Linked DNA regions of Mus musculus: region 1 is linked to region 2. A link is a contact called in public HiChIP or PLAC-seq data. All regions are on one chromosome and are shown on one strand. The core of a region is the stretch at or near the end of the contact, and the rest is flanking DNA. Distances in the headings are between cores, read along the strand shown.

Region 1 (2,700 bases), core at 113-2,612, 500 kb after region 2:
AGCAGAGAAACTAATTGATCAAAAAGACAGTAGAGCAGGCCATTAATCATCTACTGGAGGCTTCAAATGTCAGAATTGTATAGCAGAGTCAACAGCAATTAGATGTAAGCCGCATAGGGACATTCTAGCAGGCATAAGCTTTTAAAAGTAGAGTCAGTGAGACGACTCAGTGGGTGAGGGCCTTCACCACCAAGCCTGACCAATGAGTTTGATTCCCAGGACCCAGATGGTGGAAAAAGAACTGACTCTCACAAGTTGTTCTCTGACGCACACACAAGCACACACACACACACACACACACACACACACACAAAATGTGGCATGTTCATATGCCTCCCCCAGTTATTCAGTGTGATATATGTAAATATAACACCCTACAAGATCTTCTCATACTTAAAAGGAAATAAAAATAAAAAGTAGAAAGTACTAAAATTGGTTTTAATAGTATATTATACTGAGCTCTAAAACATCTGTCATATTTCAGCAAATCAATATTAAAAGTAGTGAGTAAGACATTTAACATATACCCGTGGAGTCTTCAAAGCTTCAATATATATTTTTAATGTCTCAATTTAGGTGCTATATTTTTCTTGTAACATCTCATCCAACTTTCGTAAAATCTATCATTGAAAAACTTGAGCACCAAGCCCACACACACTTCACCATTTTCTGCCGATGCTCGTTGATGCGTGGAGCAGATTTCCTTCCAGCCAGGCCTTTCTTTTTGTTGCCTCTCATTGAGTGGCAGCATTGTCCAGGCCATTGCTCCTCGCTGGATGTGATCATGGGTAAAGTCCTCAGGGCTGGGACTGTGGGCTCTCAAAAATCAACTTAATCAGGAGAGCTCTTACTTTGATCTTGATCAGCTGTGCCAGTGTGTGTTGGTGGGCTGACAGGCAGGGCATGTTAACACTGCAAACCACAAAAGCAAAATGCAAGCAGTTGTCTGTCCCCTAAGTGTCCCCTCCGGGTCACTCCTCTGGGCATCTGATTTTATCAAGGCGACAGCGGCTCCTATAGAGAACACTCTGGCAAGACTTTCAGACTAAAGGACTGGCTGGGGCTTTCTGTAAAACCTTGAGGAAGAGTGGTTGAGTCAACTCCTGTGAAGACAGCTGAGTATTCCAGCTGGCTCCAGTCTGAGCCCTGGGGCTACGCCTTCTCATACTCTCCAGGGGTGGGCATGGTTAAACCGGGTGGAACCTCGGATTCTCTTCTTCTTTTTGTTGCTGTTTTGATCCGGAGCTGGAAGCGACAGTTCTAGTTCCCTTCTCTTGAGGTCCCAATCTGGATCCCGCTCGTCAAGCAACAGCCCTCTCTGGCGGTGGTCCCTGCATTCCGGTTCTGCTCTGCAAAGAAAGCGCAGCAGGCGAGGGCGGGAGGAGGAGCCTGGCCAGGATTGGCCGGGACCTCTCTTCCCGAGGGCCACACACAGCGCAGGCTGTTCACAGTTTAATTGAGAAGGAAGGAGTTCACACAGGTCCAAGAGCACACTTTAGATTCTAAAGATTAGAAGTTCTCTGATATCAGAGAAACTACCTGAAGACAGGAAAAGCTAGCATGTGGCCATGGGGCACCTGGGTGTGATGAATCTCAGACTCAAAGACAACTGGAAGGAGGGGTTGTTCATTCTTAAAATGCTCAAATTTCCAGAACAATCTTCATGTTATAAGGAAGAAATGATGTTGCATTTTTTTATTCTCCTGATTATAAAAGGAACACATGTACATTCTTAAACATTTTAAAGTATAGCCAGGTAAGTGTGCAAATCCAGGACCTAGGAGAGTTTGCTGCAGGTTCAAGGCCCGCCTCTGATATATAGTGAGCTCCGGCTAGCCTGGGCTACAGAGAGGAAACCTTGTCTCAATCAATCAATGAATCAAATAAATTTAAAGTGCCGAAGCATGAGGAAGACAATGCTAATTGAATGCATTGTATGTATAAGTAAATTAGTTAGGAATAGCCTAGGGGCTCACCTCCTCACAATGTAAACTGTGAAGATGGCCTCTGATCTCCTTGCCTAGAGTAGTTACAAAACCTCTAGCCCCACTACAGGACACCCACGGCCGCATCTTGTATCCTATGAGCAACTTTACTGGACTGCCTGTTTCAGCTCATCCATCCTATGATGAGTTCATTGTTGGCTTCTTCCCCCACTACGTTCCCCCACCTGACCGATTTAGGCTGTGATCACCTGATTGGCCAGGGCCTTCATGCTTGCACACTCCCTCCACGTCTTCTCTCGAACACCATACCTATGCACACTTTCAACGCGGTAGCTATACCCTCATCAATGGGTTTTCTCTCTCGTCCATCTGATGGCTCTTTGCACAACCACAATAATTACACCTTCATCCATAAATCATCCCTCTGAATTCTCTAATATCAGAAGGAAAAGAGTTCCTGGTGGGAGGTGGCAAGTAGATGTGAATTCACAGGGAATGCAGCTGACTAAAGTTTCCGTCTGCTTAGCATTGTCTGCCCACTTTCCCTGACAGTACCCACTCTGTTAGTTATGCTCAGGCCAAATGTCACGTGCCTCAATGAGGAAGGGTTAAGATTAATGGGTGTCATGGGCAGGGGTGGGTGCGGGGATGGGGTAGGGATCAATAGAAAGCCAAGGACAAGACTGGAATTTCAGCATTTGAAAGGCTCACAAGGATAAATACTGAGGAACTGGGCAAGGGGTACCTGCTTGTA
Region 2 (2,700 bases), core at 138-2,637:
ATCCTTAGCACTCATGTAAAAAGGCTGGATGTGGTCTTGTGAGCACCTGTAACCCCAGCATTATGGAGGCTGGAGACAAGGAGGCTTGCTGGAGCTTGCTGGCTGCCAGTCTTGTTAAAATGGCAAGCTCCAGGTTTGATGAGAGAGCCCTGTCTCAAGTCAACGAAGTGGAGAGCGATGGAGTAGGACACTCTACATCCTCCTCCGGCTTCCCCGTGGGCATGTGCACCTGTACACACACATGCATATACCACACACACACACACACACACACACACACACACACACACACACACACACGCTAACGTCAATGGCACAGATCTGTTGTAACCTTTAAGCTACCAAGGGATCTCTTGTTTATCTGAAGGATGAGGTAATGGAAGTGGAATTGCTGAACAATAAGTAGATGTCTACATTCTGACATGGATTCACACATCCGGGTGCTTCTTGTCTTCAGTCAGGCCCACCTGTGCTGTAAACTGCAAGTGACACATCATAGGTGTGCTATAGGCCACCAGGATGCACAGTGAGACTCTGGAAGCCTTCACAGTCAGTCACCTGCACCAAGTGCTGCTCTCCACTTGATCTCTGCTTCTCTCGTTTAAGCTTCTAATCATTCAATAAACACTTGTAGTGTTTTTGGTTGTTGTTGTTTTTAACCAAATACAGTTTGAGACAGCATGCTGATACTTGATGCATCTATCCACTGTTGTAGTTGACATTCCTTTTTTTTTTTGATTAGATGTTTTCTTTATTTAGATTTCAAATGCTATCCCTAAAGTTCCCTATACCCTCCCTCCGCCCTGTAGGTGACATTCTTAGATACATGGAATTTTCATAATAATCGCAGTTTAAACACAGAGAGAATCTAACCTTCTTATATTGCTTATAATCTTAAGCACAAAGTGTAATCTTCTCTTTTTTTCTTTCTTTTAAATGAGAGAAGAATATTTGAACTCTTTAGTATATTAGCTTTTTATTTTGAGTATCACGAAGAAGCTAATTCTTAGAAGCCAATTATAGTTCTGTTAAGAGAGAGTAATGGGGGGCTGGAGAGAAGGCTCAGAGGTTAAGAGCACAGGCTGGCCAGGCATGGTGGCGCACGCCTTTAATCCCAGGACTTGGGAGGCAGAGGCAGGTGGATCTCTGAGTTCGAGGCCAGCCTGGTCTACAGAGTGAGTTCCAGGACAGCCAGGGCTACACAGAGAAACCCTGTTCTGCATTATAGATTCCAGGGAAGACACACAGAGTATAAGTGTGTAAGTAAGAAAACGATGACAACCATATAGGGAAAAGAAGAAACCGAGGAGGGCTTTACAATTGGGGATGGGAGGCAGGGAGAGCACCCAGGAGGAAGTCTTGTCTCTCTGGATGATTTTGCTTTTTCTCAGACGTCAGGGGGAAGTGAGAGTTTGAAGCCGAGTGTGAAGGAACCAGATTGAGCGTGTGAGTTAGAGTGGGTGGAGAGAGAGAGAGAGAGAGAGAGAAAGAGAGAGAGAGAGAGAGAGAGAGAGAGCGAGCACTCTGCTCATAAAGAAACTTATGGGGGAGACCAGGAAGTTTCTATGAGCAGCTGGTCTCTGCAATGTTTGTATTTCTTTAGATGCCCATGCTGGGAGCTGGCAGATTTCACCTATAAAGGGCCAAGTGATAACAGTAAGCTAACTGAGGTTTCTGGGCAGAATGGTCTCTGTCATAGCTTTGTCGCTTTCCCACAGTAGCCTGAAAGCAGCCACGAGTGCTAGCTACATCAGTGTCTGGACTCTAGGAAGCTTGTTTATAAGACGAGCTGGTATGTTGGCATTCCTTTGCTGGCCCCTGGCTTGAAGGATGGTTTGCTTATTATTTTCCTAGTGTTCATTAGGTAGTTGAGCAAGTGAGGAAGTATAGTCTGTACAGTAGTCCCTGGCCTTGAGCTGCTTATAAGCATTAAGGAAAGATAAGTATATACACTTACGGTACTGCCAACCAACATTAAGAGACACTATGTAATTAGACGCTGGTACAATAGACAGAAACAGGAAGTGCGATGGGCTAGTTGCTCATCTGCTTGGCATCTGGGTGTTTAGAAAGAGATTTAAAGGCTACATAAGGATGGCAGGATTTGACAGAATCACAACACGCAGGAGGGTAGAATTGGTTGAATATTACTACTGAGTTCAACCTGCTCATTTCCTAAGTGAGCAACCCAGGATCCTGTTGACTTCCCAACAGGTTGGGTAAGAACATGCCTTCTCTTTTCAAAATCTTTGTCCAGTTCTTTTCCTGACTTTTTCTGCTTGATCCACCCAGGGATGTTTATGTACGTATGTTTGTGTATATGTTTTATATTGTTAGGGGTGAGAGAATGGGGTCGCTCCAGGTTATCGATTGCATTTAGGATGTCAAAAGACTGGGACCAGGGTGATCGTGTCTGCTACTTGGACTGATGTGGAGAGAAGAGAAGCTAGGTGAGGGGTATGGGAGGGAAGAAGCAGTTGTGCACAATAGAAAACTATACCCTGACCTATATACATGCAAGAAAGCAGTCAATGAAGTCTTGGTGGGAAGACCCTCTGAAGTAAGACATACCCATCCTGTTGGTTGCGTGCCTAGCCTTTAATGGCTAAGCCAGCTCTGTAGAATATGCTCATTCTGTTGAAGAACTCTGAATTGTTAGAGTGAGACAGTTTGTATGTTAAAACAGACAGGTCTTGGTGA

Evidence for each region. HiChIP or PLAC-seq counts read pairs in DNA pulled down with a chosen protein or histone mark.
Region 1: an H3K4me3 HiChIP or PLAC-seq map of bone marrow-derived macrophages shows a contact between it and region 2, with 6 times the contacts expected there. The contact joins two enhancer-like sites. A contact is called at or near these places in 3 of 115 datasets of contacts at active chromatin or transcription factors (bone marrow-derived dendritic cells, bone marrow-derived macrophages and embryonic stem cells).

What each region holds. Positions count from the first base shown.
Region 1 is chr17:43,533,754-43,536,453 of GRCm38.p6, forward strand. It overlaps Ankrd66 (ankyrin repeat domain 66), which reads right to left. Exons shown (of 3, transcript NM_001254953.1): 3 at 421-1,349. The coding sequence ends at 1,163. Among named protein-coding and RNA genes, the nearest start is that of Ankrd66, 8.5 kb to the right of the region's middle. Within about 2 kb of position 1,363, at least 126 of the 459 cell types and tissues checked have an H3K27ac peak or open chromatin away from gene starts, as enhancers often do. A contact at or near this core is called in bone marrow-derived dendritic cells and bone marrow-derived macrophages, where this site is marked.
Region 2 is chr17:43,031,269-43,033,968 of GRCm38.p6, forward strand. The region is part of intron 1 of Tnfrsf21 (tumor necrosis factor receptor superfamily, member 21); the gene reads left to right. Among named protein-coding and RNA genes, the nearest start is that of Tnfrsf21, 16 kb to the left of the region's middle. Within about 2 kb of position 1,388, at least 42 of the 459 cell types and tissues checked have an H3K27ac peak or open chromatin away from gene starts, as enhancers often do. A contact at or near this core is called in bone marrow-derived dendritic cells and bone marrow-derived macrophages, where this site is marked.